2 separate regions of the Mus musculus genome follow, and region 1 is linked to region 2. A link is a contact called in public HiChIP or PLAC-seq data. All regions are on one chromosome and are shown on one strand. Each heading gives the region's core, a stretch centred on a gene start, on an enhancer-like site or on the middle of the called end of the contact. The rest is flanking DNA. Distances are from core to core; before and after follow the strand shown. Region 1 holds the start of Phf2 (PHD finger protein 2). Region 2 holds the start of Nup153 (nucleoporin 153).

Evidence for each region. HiChIP or PLAC-seq counts read pairs in DNA pulled down with a chosen protein or histone mark.
Region 1: a contact with region 2 is called in an H3K27ac HiChIP or PLAC-seq map of extraembryonic endoderm stem cells, with 7 times the contacts expected there. The contact joins the promoter of Phf2 here to the promoter of Nup153 in region 2. A contact is called at or near these places in 3 of 39 promoter capture datasets (hippocampal neurons, liver and pre-B cells) and 1 of 115 datasets of contacts at active chromatin or transcription factors (extraembryonic endoderm stem cells).

What each region holds. Positions count from the first base shown.
Region 1 is chr13:48,868,473-48,875,204 of GRCm38.p6, reverse strand. It overlaps Phf2 (PHD finger protein 2), which reads left to right and starts at 4,320. Exons shown (of 22, transcript NM_011078.3): 1 at 4,320-4,537. The coding sequence starts at 4,440. It overlaps Phf2os1 (a long non-coding RNA gene), which reads right to left and starts at 4,254. Exons shown (of 2, transcript XR_003950516.1): 1 at 4,002-4,254; 2 at 1-2,353.
Region 2 is chr13:46,724,849-46,732,151 of GRCm38.p6, reverse strand. Nup153 (nucleoporin 153) reads left to right here and starts at 4,303. Exons shown (of 22, transcript NM_175749.2): 1 at 4,303-4,792. The coding sequence starts at 4,679. Gm46412 (a long non-coding RNA gene) reads right to left here. Exons shown (of 2, transcript XR_001780928.2): 1 at 6,638-7,303.

The sequences.
Region 1 (6,732 bases), core at 3,071-5,570, 2.1 Mb before region 2:
AAAAAAGATAAAAAGGAAAAATGCATACATACAGGCAAGTAAATATAAAGTCAATGGACCACTGCAATGGCTCAGTAGGCAAAGGTGTCTGCTGCCTCCAACCTTGATGGGATCCACATGCAGGGGAGAATAGGCACTTCCACGTTGTACTCTGAACCCCCATTTGCACACACACAAAGTCAATGAATGTAAAAACAAAAACCAAACAAACAAACAAACCTACTCTAGAGCAAGGAAGCAAGGCAAATAAGCTGACCAGACTTACCTCCAAGTAATTACATGAAAAGACAGACTGCTCACCAATTTGGGAACTTCATACACAATCGCTTAAGAACAATGTAGAGGGCTGCAGCAGGTAATGGTGCTAACAGCCAAGTCTGACCAGCTGACCTGGATCCCCAGGCACGCATTCTATAGTAGAAAGAGAGAAACTGGCTCCCCAAAGTTGTTCTCTCCTCCCCAAAATAGATAGATAGATAGATAGATAGATAGACAGATAGATAGATAGAAAATCTAGAGATATTTTTACATTTCAAAATATCATTTTTTTTCAAAAATAAATCTTTAAAAGGTGTGTGTGTGTGCAAATGGGTGTACACACATGTGTATGTGACATGGCACTGTGTGGTGATCAGAAGTTAATTTTGTGGAGTTCTCTCATTCACCTTAATATAGGTTCTAAAGACTCTATCCAACTCAAGTTGCCAGGCTTGTGTGATAAACACTTTACCAGGCTCCACAGGAAACAAACTAACTTATCTTTCTTTCTTTCTTTCTTTTTTTTTTTTTTTTTTTGGTTTTTTGAGAAAGGGTTTCTCTGTATAGCCCTGACTATCCTGAAACTTACTCTGTAGACTAGGCTGGCCTCCAACTCAGAGATCCATCTGCCTCTGCCTCCTAAGTGCTTGGATTAAAGGCCCTGTGCTACCACCACCACCCAGCCTAGGAAACAAACTTAAAAAAAAAATGTTGGGGACTGAGAGATGGCTTAGCAGTTAAGAGCACTGACTGCTCTTCTGATAGGTCCTGAGTTCAAATCCCAGCAACCACATGGTGGCTCACAACTATTTGTAATAAGATCTGATGCCCTCTTCTGGGGTATCTGAAGACAGCTACCGTGTACTTACATATAATAAATACATAAATCATTTAAAAAATTTTTAAATGTTATTATTTTTACATGCACTGTGTGTGTGTGTTCTAGTATGCATGAGGTTAGGGGAATCCCCTGGAGCTGGAGTTACAAGTTGTAAGCTGCCAATGTGAGTGCTGGGAGTTGAACTCTGGTCTTCTGTAAGAACAGTACATGCTCTTACCCACTGAACTATCTCAGCAGCCCCAGAAACAAACTTTTAAGGAAGAAAAATCTATGCTAAAATTAGTATGGAATGTTAGGGAACCACAAATAGCCACAGTAATCTTATAAAAGTTAGAAGACTCACACTTCCTTACAGAGCTTACGAAAAGCAAAGTGATCAAGCAAAGCACGCAACATCAGCGCGCCCAGACATAACAGAGAGCCCAGGACAGCTGGCTCACTCAGGGCAGAATTCTCAAGAAAGGGGTCAAATGGCTCTGCTAAGGAGGGGCCAGATGAGAGGGCTCAGCCAGTAAAGTGCTCGCCACTAAGCCTGACAACCTGAGTTCAGTCCCTGGGACCCACAAGGCAGAGGGAACTGACTACTGCTGTTCTGTGACATGAGCACGGTCACACACACACATACCCTAAATAAATACATGGAAAGACAAACTAAACAAACAAGGAAGCCGGCACTTTAGGAATGATTCTGGGTAACTCTGATATTTACAAGCAAGACAACAGAGTTGCCTCTGTATACCTCCGTGGAGGCAGACTTGTCTGTGCCAAGAAGCTGGGGGCTGCTGTGCAGTACCAAAGTCATGGTGTCACTGGAGTGCCTGGATACGAAGCTGATGTGGAGACCACATACCTGTGAGCCATTGCCCCTTATAGGGCCACAGGCTAGCCAATGGGCATGTGAGTGGTGGTGTGGGAACAGGTGTGGCTGCTGAGCTGGAGCTGAGCCCTGAGGAGCGAGGGGGGGGTGGGCAGGAAGCTCCAGTAGAGGGGGCCACCAGACCACACTGCCCCCCACCCCCACCCCCGCTCCGGAGCATCTCTACCTCTTGTTGCTAGCAGGAGCACCTTGTCCCCTCTCCTGGGTCATGTTCTCAGAGGATGACTCATCTGTTCATTCAGCCTTCTCATTCTTTCTCCCATCGCTGACTCAGATCTAAGTCCATCCCTGGTTCTTTCTACTCCAGGATGAACAGGAAAGCCGAGTGCTGGTGTACAGCTGTCAGCATAGAGTAGGTGCTCAATAAACATCTAAGGCTAGGAGGTGGGAGAAGGGATGGAGAAAACAAACAGAAGTTAGGGCCAGAGGCCTGGGGTAGGGTCTGTACTGCTGTATAGCTCAGCAGCTTCGGGAGGGCTCTGAGAATCAGGGTACCTGATCCCCAAGCACAGGGGCAGCTGTAGTGGGCACAGCTGGCTGCCAGAGAGAATGTCAGAAGATAAGGAGAGTAAATGGAGGCACCCAGTGGTCAGTACCCCACCAGAAGGAGAACAGGCTTTCTGGGGGAAAGGTGAGGTGAGAGGAACAGGTTCGGGACTTGGGCAGGGGTGTCCTCTTCCCTTGCTCCCTCTGCCCCCACCTTTGGTAGGCTACTTCCCTTCTGCATTTAACTGCTCTGAGCTTCAGTTTTCACTTCTGCTGAATGACAACTGCACCACCTCTTGGGGAGAGTGCCTTAGGTAACAGGGCAGTGCCTACCCCACCAGGACACATGCCTGGTGACAGGGACAGGGGATTAACAGCTGTTTCTTGCCTTGTAAGGGGAAGGACCATCCAGTACAGAGGAGACCCAAGGGGACAGCTGGAGTTCAGGCAGGTAGCTTGAAATGAATTCATTGTGTACAGGTTGACGGGGTAACCTGTCTGCGCCCCCCGCCCCAATTTCCTATCTCCCCTGCCACATGTGTGCCCTTAGGTTACACAGTGCTTGCCCTGGTTCGGATCCTGATTTGTGGCCCTGGGTTTACCTATTTGGGAAGGGTGGGGGTTGGTTGAGGGCAGATTCCATAACAGGCTATCCTCTGAGTTGCCAGCAATGGAGCTGATTGGCAGCCGCACTCTGGGCAGGGATAACTGGGACTCTGCCTTGTCAAGGTAAGCAGAGGTCTGAAACTCTGGAATGTATCTGCAGAGACTAGCATCTCCACGTATTGTGTGGGGACAGGCAAAGGGGAAGCAGATCTAGCAGACAGCTTTCTTCCTAAATATATGGCCCTGCTCATCAGGGTCGACCTGGGTAGGGGACAGAGAAGGACCCTCATTCATATCTCACCAACCAACCAAACAACCAACCAACCAACCAACAAAAAAGCTCTAAGCAGGACAGGTGAGACCAGGGAGCCAGTTCAGAGCAAGACTGCAGGGGCGAGAGCGACAACATAACCCCTTGTCTTCCCCAGCAGTCCTGTGGCTCAGTTGCGACTCACTGGACTGTCCTCCGCTCCTAAGGTCTGTGGGTCTATGGGTTGTAATAAGGGGTCCTGGGCGGCACCAATCCCAGGTAAGCTGTGTCCTACAACAAACAGTTCACTCTCGGGTCCCCTGACTTTTGCCGGAGCATCGGGAAAGTTCACCGGATCGTACGAGGAAGCAAGGCAGCCCCCAGCTAGAAAGAAGGGGAAGGGGAGGTTATTCAAAAGCCAGCAACTCAGTCGCAGTTCGGGATGGGAGGGAGGCTGCCGGGCCCAGGAAGAGGAGGAAGATCCCCCTGTCCATCCCACTTCGGGGTCAGAAGAAAGTTAAGGCCAAGGAGTTGCTTCTGGCTAAGGCAGGGCTGTGCGAACTGTGTTCACGTAGTCGGGGGCAGGGGGCTCCGCGGCTCGTCTCCCTGGGAGTCCCGGGGCCACCCTCTCCCGCGGGGTGCCCCCGAGCCCGGCTGCTGGCTCCCCCAGGCCCGCGGCCCACCTTCTACCGCGGCCCGCCTTCCCGGCGGCGGGAGCGGGGCCCAGGCCGGCGGGCGGAGGCGGCGCCACCCGGGGCGCTGACGTAGCGGCCGCTCGGCGGCCGGGGGTCCCTTCGGTGGGGCCGCGGCTCCCCGCCCGCCGCCCCCGCGCGTCCATTCGCTTTGTGTCCCGCGCGCGGCCGGGCCCCCCGCGCACTCTCAGCCCTGCGCCCCGCGGCCCGGCGGGCGGCTCCCGGCGCGGCCCCAGCAGCCCGCGCCGGCATTGTGTGGACGCGCCCGGCCGCGAGCGCGCGCGCGGGCCCTGCCGAGCGCCCCCGGCCCCGTCCGCTCCGGCCGCGGCGCCCGCGCCCGCCGCCCCCGCCGCCCTCGCCGCGCGGCCCCCGGCCCGGCCCGGCCCGACCCGGGCAGCGCAGCGGCGGGGCGAGCGGCGGCGCGGCAACATGGCGACGGTGCCCGTGTACTGCGTCTGCCGGCTGCCCTACGACGTTACCCGCTTTATGATCGAGTGCGATGCCTGCAAGGACTGGTTCCACGGCAGGTGAGCGCGCCGCGGCCCGCCCGGCCCACCGAGCCCCGCGCCCTGGTCGCGCGCCCCGGGCCCCGCCGGGCACCGCAGCCGCGTTCGGCCGCCGGGCCGCGCGCCCTTTTGTGCCCAGGGCGGGGGCGTACGGCCGCCGCGCACAAAGCGAGGCCCGTGGCCGGGGCGGGCGAGGGGCGCGGGGAAGTTGGGGCTCCGGCCGCGATGGGGCTGGGACCCGGTCGTCTGACAGCGGGGCCGCAGTGGCCGCGGAGGCCAGGAGCCGGACGAGGCCCAGGCCCGGGGCCCCCGCCGCCAGCCCCCTGCGAAGTTGCAGGAACTTTCCCCGCGCGGGCTCGGGGCGGCCGGGCCGGGAGAGGCGGGCGCGCGGCCCGGCGCGGGTCCCCCGAGAGGCGCGACTGGCGGGCTCCGGAGCTGGCAGGGCTCGGGTGGACCGGGGGAACGGTAGCGAGGTAGCGGCCAGTGCCCCCCGTCTGTGCTGGATCCCGGGAACCCCCTCGGGACTGTGTCCTGGCGGGCAGGACCCCACCGGGGACCCCGCGTGCCTACTGGCTCGGGCCGGCCTGCGGGCCTAGGCGGGAGTGCAGTGACAGACCGACGTGAGTGTCTGTGTGTTGGGGTGGGGGTGTTGTGGCTTGGCCGCTCATTTCCTGGCCTGCTCGGCTCCCCATTTCCCTCCTCTCTGCTTCAGGCAGAGGAACCCCAGTTTTGACATGACCTTATGCTCTTTAAGGAAGATGGGGAGGAGGGAAAGAGGTAAGCTTGGAGATACTAAACCCGCCCTCTGGGCCCTTGCCGGTGGCCATGACCTGGCCTTGTGTCTACTTTTTAAGAGCCTAAGTCCCTTCCTACTTAGAAGTAAGAGGAGGAGAAAGAGGTGATCATCCTGCTTAAACTGCTCCAACAGGTTCTCTTGTGTTTGACTTTGCCTGTGGGATGTGCTTGGGCCTCAAGAGGGCTGGCCTGAAGCTGGACAGGTCTGTCTGTCCCCTGGGTGTGAGTTTTTAACAGCGAGTAGCAGGCTGGAGGGAGAGAACGGTGTGTGGTTCTGGACCGTCCCTGACCTTCCTTCTAGAGAGAAGACCCTTCTGATATCTCACATCCAGGATCTTTAGGGAGTCTTGAAAAAGAGCTGTGGTCTCTGGTCTAGTCATCTTTAAGTGTTGGGAGCTAGGTGGCCAGGATTTGATGGGCCTTCTCACATCTGTAGGCCCTGGGACAGAGGCCCACTCTTGTAGGGCAACCTGGCTGGCCTTACGAGGGGTGGTCCTGTATGGCTCACTGGAATCCCTCGAGTATCTTGTGTTGCCTCCCCCAAATATCTAGGGTTGTGGAGAGCACTCAGAGTTGTGTGACCCCTGGGCTCTGCTCCAAAACAGGGCCACTATAAACAGCCACCAACTGGCATCCATCTCGAAGGGTTTGTGGCCAGATCACAGTGGGTGATAGCCCGGAGGCCTCTCCAAATCCAGAAACGCTGGGAATCTGGACTTGAGTAGCCCTGAGAGTGGTGGCACCCCTTCTTCCTGTCTCAATCCAAGACCTATAGCACCTCTGGTTACCTGTCAGCTGGGCTGCTGCCGAGGCAGAGAAGGGGGTGGGGGGGTGAGATAATGAGTCTTGATGCTGGAAGAGGTTTGTTGTTTATTGTTTGCTTTGGTTTTGGAGGTCTAGTCACCTTACTGTTTCTCTGAGGATTTTGATTTGCTCTGAGACAGGCAGTTGATTAGCACAGCTACATTTGCATGTATTTGGGTCTGTGGGCAGTAAAAGGGACCCTTCACAGCAGGTGGTTTCTTAAGCTCCAGTGCACCATGAGTTACCCCTCTTCCTGGGGCTAGAGCTCTCCCTAGCTTTGTGCAGGATCAAGGGTTGGGGCCTGAGGTCAGGCAGGGAGGGAAAGGCTGGGGCCTCTTCCTGCTCCTGTAGCCTGGACCAGATCCCTGGGCCCCTCTCAAGTCTCTCTTGTTCAAGAGTGGAAGGCGTGTGGTCAGCTCCCTGTGTGTCTCTCCCCCTCCAGTTATTCTTGGAAGACCCCTGATGGTTCTCGTCAGAGCTATGTAGCACCTGGATTGTTAATTCCCTCCGAGTTTACATTTTACCTCACGTCTGAACAGCTTGTCAGATTTTACACTTTTGATCTTGAGGAAACAAGACTTACTGAAGAAATTTTTAAAATGGCATCCCCGGGAGTG
Region 2 (7,303 bases), core at 3,054-5,553:
ATGCACCTGTGTCACATTAAGGAAAGAAATACAAATACTTAGTCATTTAACTAAGAGCAAGTTGAGATCTGAATTCTCTACTGCCTGTTCCTTGTGTCTCGCCTTCTGACAAAGGGCTCTCTACTCATTAAACTGCACAAAAAGCATCACATGGTGGGTGGGTGGGGGGATGGAATGGCACACTCTTCAGAAATCTTTAACAGAGTCTTACAAGGGATTAAGTCACGGGGTCCAGCTGACCCACCTGAGCCGGATAACAAACAGTATTACAAAGGTCACTCTCTATCAACCAATACCCATGAATGGATATTCGTTCACAGTCAGCTATTGGATGGATCACAGGGCTCCTAATGGAGGACCTAGAGAAAGTACCCAAGGAGCTAAAGGGATCTGCAACCCTATAGGTGGAACAACATTATGAACTAACCAGTACCCCGGAGCTCTTGACTCTAGCTGCATATGTATCAAAAGATGGCCTAATTGGCCATCACTGGAAAGAGAGGCCCATTGGACTTGCAAACTTTATATGCCCCAGTACAGGGGAACGCCAGGGCCAAAAGGTGGGAGTGGGTGGGTAGGGGAGTGGGGGGGGAGGGTATGGGGGACTTTTGGGATAGCATTGGAAATGTAATTGAGGAAAATATGTAATAAAAAATATTAAAAATAAAAAAAAGGAAAAAAAAGATTGCTTTCAACTTCTGGACTTGCTGCCTTCAGCAAATGATACATGTGTATAACTGTGGGTCAGGGGCATGGAAGAGTCCATGATTTAAGATTACAGCTATGGATTAGTTTAGGTTGTAAAAGGTGATTATGTGGGGAAAATCCATGACAAGTAAGGTTGTTTGTTACATTGTTCTTTTAAAGGTGGGTTAAATAAACAGGTTAAATAAACACACAAGGATTGCTGTCTTCAGTGACCCCAAGGCACACTATTAACCTCTGGCTGTGAGGTCCAGCAGAAGTTGCAGCCTCTCAGAATGTAAGAGATGTTTTTATTTTAATGCATTGCCACAAAAAGATGTATCACATTCTATAGTTGTTGATTCAATTCATGATAGACTGTAGCCTAGCCAGACACTAATATATGGGGTTGGGAAGAGGAACAAATTCATGACATTTTTGCAATCATGAGATAGGTAAAATTAATTAAAACTTGACTATAGTCTAGTTAATTCAGTCAGTCTTAGGTATTACTTTATTCCCCAAAGGCAGAGACCTTAGTAAGTTAATGAGAGTATAATGATGTATATCTTTAACTACTTTCCCATCACCATTGACTTTCTTACCCTAATATCCAACACAGGACAGACACACACACACACATACACACACACACACACACACACACACACACACACACACACACACACAGGATACACACACACACAGACATACACATACACACACACACAGACATACACACACACACACACAGGACACACACACACAGGACACACACAGGACACACACACACACATACACACACACCACGCATAGTTCTTTGTGTTGATTATTTGCTTATTTACTTTTTTGAGTCAGGGCTTCACTATGTAGCCCAGGTTGGCCCTAAATTTCTTAATCTTTCTGTTTGTACCTCCCACGTGCTGGAATTATAGTTGTACACCACCAGACGGGCTTCTTTTTATTTCTCTATTTACTGAAGTACATGGTAGTAATTATCACATGAAAAGGTGGGCAGAACATTATGGTGATGTAACAATAATCTGATGGAAATTATTTGCATGAATAGACATTATAGTCCAGACCTTATTTTTTTGTGTTTAGAGGGTAAAATAAATACATAAAACTTCATAATTTCCTGTATTTGCCATCTCTGAATATTCTATTGGCTGGAGCTTTTTTTTTTTTTTTTTTTTTTTACCTTTTTGAAAAAAAATAAATGAAGACTAATTTGAGTCCAGATTGGGGTTTGAGGAAACTGTATTTCACTTTTAATTACTAGTAATCCTTCATCTGCCAGATGAAGGTCAGCTGCTTATTTGCTGATTTGTAGTTGGCAAACGGTTTCCATGTTAAACTGGAAAAATACTGGGTCTCTATTGGCAGAGAGACCCCAGCAGTAATCGTCTTTTCATGAATTGAGACATATTGTTTTGGCTCTAGAGAGCAGTCTAGATATAATGTGGACTTTTTGGATGTCATTGTTTTCCTGCCACAGCCTGCAACAAACCAACCACACAAATATGAGAGCATTGTATTTTTTTTCCTCTCTATGTAAATATATGCAGGAAATGAATGAAATAACTGCGATCAAGCCCAAAAGGGATGTGGACTTTTTCATGAATTCTGTGAAGACTGTCCCTTCCAGGAATGAGCTGCTAGCCTCTGCTGGAAACTTAATTCTGTTGGGCCGAGAAGGGACCAGAGAGGAACAGTTCTGCTTGTTTTGTAGCCCTGGGGGAGAGAACACACTCAGAGTGAAGGCAGGTTGGGAAGGGAGGACACAGAAAGAGAGGAAATGAATTCTTTTCATCAACTTTGGTAACTTGTCTCAGGGGTTAAGGTCAGACACAGACTGTACCAACTGGTTACAGCAGGGTCTTTGATGTTCTGAAAGGTACTATAAGTTCAAAGGTACTGTAAGTTTTGTTTTATTAATTTGATTTCAATAGTGATTTGAATTGTACACTTTGGGGGTGGGCTGGTGCAAGAGATCACTTTTGGTAGTGGATTTCTGGTTGGCACTAAGTGCTTTCTGTCTGTACAGCTATTATAAGCAGAATCGTGTCCCTGTTGAGGTAAATATTCATTCTATTTGCAGATGAGGAAAGTGAAGCTTAGAAAGAAGATCACTAATCTCCCCAAGGCTACACAGCTAGTAAGTGACAGATTCAAACAATCTATTTGATTTTATAGTTATAAACTTTAGAACGCTGTTCTCTAATAGAACATTAAGTCTATGATTCTCCATAATCGATTCTTTTTCCTAATCATAGTTACTTATTTCATAAAAACAAAAAACAAAAAAACCCTGGGTTATAGTCCTGGCTTTGAGTGCCCAATTAGATATCCACCCTCTTTTATTTTTTTCCAAGTCAGTTCTCTATGCAGCCCTAGCTGTCTTGGAAAACGCTTTGTAGACCAGGCTGGCCTTGAAGTCACAGAGATCCATCTACATCTGACTCCTGAGTGCTGGGATCAAAGATGTCTGTCACCAGCCAGGCTCTAAATCGATACCCTTAATGGTGCCCCTTAAATTTTCTTGGTTTCCATATAGTCCATTGAATGACTAGGCTGGACCACATGATCACACAGACCTTTTGTCTAATGCCTGCATCTTTAACACGGTGTATCCGGTCTTTGAGGATACATTGTTTAGTCACCTAACTATAATATTAACTGAAGCAAATATATGTTTACTAGGGATATATGAGTCACCCTTAATGTGTGTTGATTGCATAGGTCATAATTGCAACCATTTACTGCGTTTCTTGTATACCAGGAAATCTACTGGGTGCTCTCTACACAGACGACCGCACTAGCTCCCCACAACTTTATAAGGTAGATTTAAATAGTAGAGTCATCCAAGGTCAAGTTTGTAAGTAGTGAAGCAACTCAGAATGCCAGCACGGTGTGTGTTGACAACAAAGCCCTTATATGTTTAATGAAACAGTAATGAAGTTGTATTTTTTGCTTTCGTTGAGACAGAATCTCACTATGAAGCTGAGGGTAATGTGTAACTAGCCATTCCCCTGTGTCTGCCTCCCAAGTGCCAAATGCCTTTCCTACTTTGTTTTTGGCCTGGGGATCGCGGCCACGGTTAATTTCAACGCGGTCTCCCCCCCCCCCCCCCCGGATTGTGATGCATTATGGTTCTTTGATTTTACTGTTTACTTCCATTCGGCTTATAATTGATGAATGGGAGATTACAGTATTCGTGTCGAGTGCCCTTCTGAATCTAAACAAGCAGCCAACCGCCGCCAAATGACCCGGGCTTTGTGCCTCTGCGGTGCTCCGTGGGTGTCCTTCCGCTATAGCCTGCCTTTCCGAGAATCCGCGTTCTGGCCAGAAAAACTACATTTCCCAGAGGCTCCCACGACAGGGAGCGCGGGCTCGGCCAACCCTTCCTTCCTTCACCCATCCCCCCCCGCATTGTCGCAGCGTGATGACGCAAAGCGTCGGTCGCGGAGGAGTGACGGTGTTCTGGCTCGCGACCGGGGCGGCCGCCTCAACAGCGGTAATAGGCGCAAGAGCGGCGGCGGCGGCGACGACTGCAGGGACGACGACGGCGGCGGCGGCGGTGGGGCGGGCGCAGCGCGCACAGGGGGAGGGGTTGGCGGGCGGCGCCAGCGGCCTGGACTGCGGCAGCGACGGCCAGGGCGACTGAAGAGGAGCCTCTAGCAGCGGGCGGTCGAGCTAGGCCTCAGCGGCGCCCGGAGCTGCTCGCGCCGGCCTCGGCGGGAGATCTCCATAGAGACGGTGACAAACACAGACGCGGGGGTCCGCACGCGGCCGGCGCTCCTCAGCCACCTCGGGGCCCTCAGCCGCCGCCACCGCCTTCCTCGCCGCCGCGCGCACTCTCAGTTCCCGCTCGCTCCCTCGCGGTTCTCGCTGTGTCTGTGTGTCGCCTAGGGCCGGGCGGGGGAGGCCCTCAGGCCGCCGCCTCTGCCTCTCCCGCCCGGGAGCGGTAGTGGGAGGCCGCCCAGGCTCCGCCATGGCCTCGGAAGCCGGAGGCATAGGAGGGGGCGGCGGCGGCGGCAAGATCCGGACTCGTCGTTGCCACCAGGGGCCGGTGAAGCCTTACCAACAGGGGCGACCCCAACACCAGGTACGGGACCGGTACGCCGTGGCGACTGGGCGGCTCCGGGCGGTCTCTTTGGGGGGCGGTGCGAGGACCCGGCGGCCCCACGTGGAGGGGACCAGAGGGCCTGAGGCTGGACCCGGGTGGCGACGGGAAGTGGGTAGAGCCTGGCCGGGCCTGGCGGCAGACACGTGGGATGCGAGCGGCCTCTCCCAGCCCTCCCGCCCAAGGGCTTTCCCTGGCGGGCACAGGGCGGGAAAAGAAATCTCAGGCTTCGGATATTCGGGCTGCTGCTGCTGCTGCTGCTTCTTCTTTTTTTTTTTTTTTTTTGGCGGGTTTTTGGGGGTTAAATGGTATTCCTCACGACCTCACGAAGGGAACAAGGGAAAGATGTGGCAACAGGCCCATCCGCTGGCAGGCTTTTTCTTTCTTGTGTTCCCGGGTTCAGGGTGCGCGGGGAGATTAATCTGCCACCGCGGCCCGGAGAGACTTGGGGAGGGGGCGCTGTTACCCATATCGTGGAATAATTTCGGTTTTAGACGCGTTAAATCATTAATGGTAGTCCGGTCCCCTCGTCTGTCTGCTTGGCCTTTCCAGATCGGAACACACTGGTTTAGCTTCTCATCCTTTCCTCTCTTAACTGAGTTATAGTTATGTGGCACTGAGGCGTTTTGAAAGTCCCTCGCCGCTCTTACGTCTGGTCTCTGATGCGTGGTTCTTCCCTCTCTTCTCTCCACCCCGCTCTATATACTGAAGACCAGAATCATCCACTCTCTACAGTTGACCAGTTCTTCAGCTCTGATCTCATACACCAAATATTTTTAATACTGGGCGTTTTCTAGAAGTTTAAGGTATTTCGGGCTCACCAGGGGTGTTACTTAAGCCACCGTATGCCTTCTTTGGGTGTTTATAAAAATGTCGATTCTTGTTGTAAACGAGATAGTTGGTTCAGAGAACACTTTCAGTTATTAAAAATTGTGAGAATTAAAACGTTAAAAACTCACTTTAACGAAGCCACTTTTTAAAAGTAGGAAGTGTATATTTTAAGCTTACTGAAGAAGGGCTAATATATAACTTGTTGCATACTCTTAAATGTAGACTTTTTGTTTATTCTGGCTAGTGCTAAAATTGAATACTTGTTGGTAATGTTAAATTATATCACTTTTGAGATTTTTAAAATAAAGATAGGGAAAGTTTTGAATAGAAACAGCTGTGTTTTATGTACTAAGAAGTTATTTGTCATTGCTTGGAAGCCTTGCAATATTACCATTTTCCCTGAATGCTGAGGAGCCCGGGGTCTTCAGAAGCAGACTTTAAGATTAAAATCAGGTCACAAGCCTGGCCGTTTTACTTTGCCTAATACTGTACAATGGACATTAAGGCAAACATACTCTTATACTAAGAGTAATGAACCACCTCTGATTGCTTGAAAACAGTTTGAGCAAAGAAATGGATGGCTTGGATAGAGTTTAAAAAGAAGCCAATATTATGTATGATATTATGATAGAATTTAGAAAGAAGCCAAAGTTATGATCACAGCTTATTTTAAAATGTATTTAGGTTAAAAAAAAAAACCAAACTAATTTGAGAGAGAAGTGCATTCAACTAAAACCAAACATGTTTTAGAGCTGGTACAGATTTCAAGCTGTATGGTTTTAGAGCTCAGTAGTTCTAAGACATGTTAGCTTCTTGCCTCAGTCATTTAATTTAAAATGTAAGTACATCTTAATTTGAACTGGAATTAAAGATAACTCTTTTTTGGTTAGCAGATTTAATTTTGGCAGAATTGACCAAAGAAAAAAGTGTTTAGGCTTATATAAAAGTATGCAGCTCAGCTTTTGTTTCTGTCTTAAAGTAAGTAACTAGTCTTACCTCGGACTTAGTGGATGTCATTGTCCTCTACTAGCCGAGCTTGTCAACTGGTTGTTTTGCAGCAACTGCTGAGTCATCATCTTGGATATATCAAGGAGTTTCATGACATGGCATGTTTCATACTAATGCTTGATAAGTGTCCATGGCCTCTTGGCAGACTGAAGAGTTGTGTTAGACTCAGAGTAAGCAGGCTGGTGCTTATTGGTGAATGCAGGACAGCAAATGTCAGGCCAAGGAGCTAGCTACTGCAGTCACCCAGTACCTGTGACTCCTGTATCATGTTCAGTTGATTTCTGATTTCCTGTTTTGACTTCTGGTTTAGGTCTTCTGGGAAATGTTTAAACTTTAGCATTTTTCTACTTTTAACTTTCTTCCTTTTTCTTTTTCTTTTTTTTTTTAAAGCCACCTTGCTTGAAGTTGTGGAGCTAGAAAGATATTGTCTTGATCAACCAGATAAAGGTCAAACAGTTACAAGTAGACATAGTTGGGCAAAGAGGTACATACCTGAAATCACAGCTGCTAAGGGGCTGAGAGGCCAGGGGACTCGGAATTTGAGGCCAGTCTGGGCTTCATAGTGACACTAGGCTAGTCTGAACTGTAGAGTGTCTCAAGAAGTGTAGAAGCAAATGAACAATGCAGGATGGTTATTTTCACCATTAACCAACT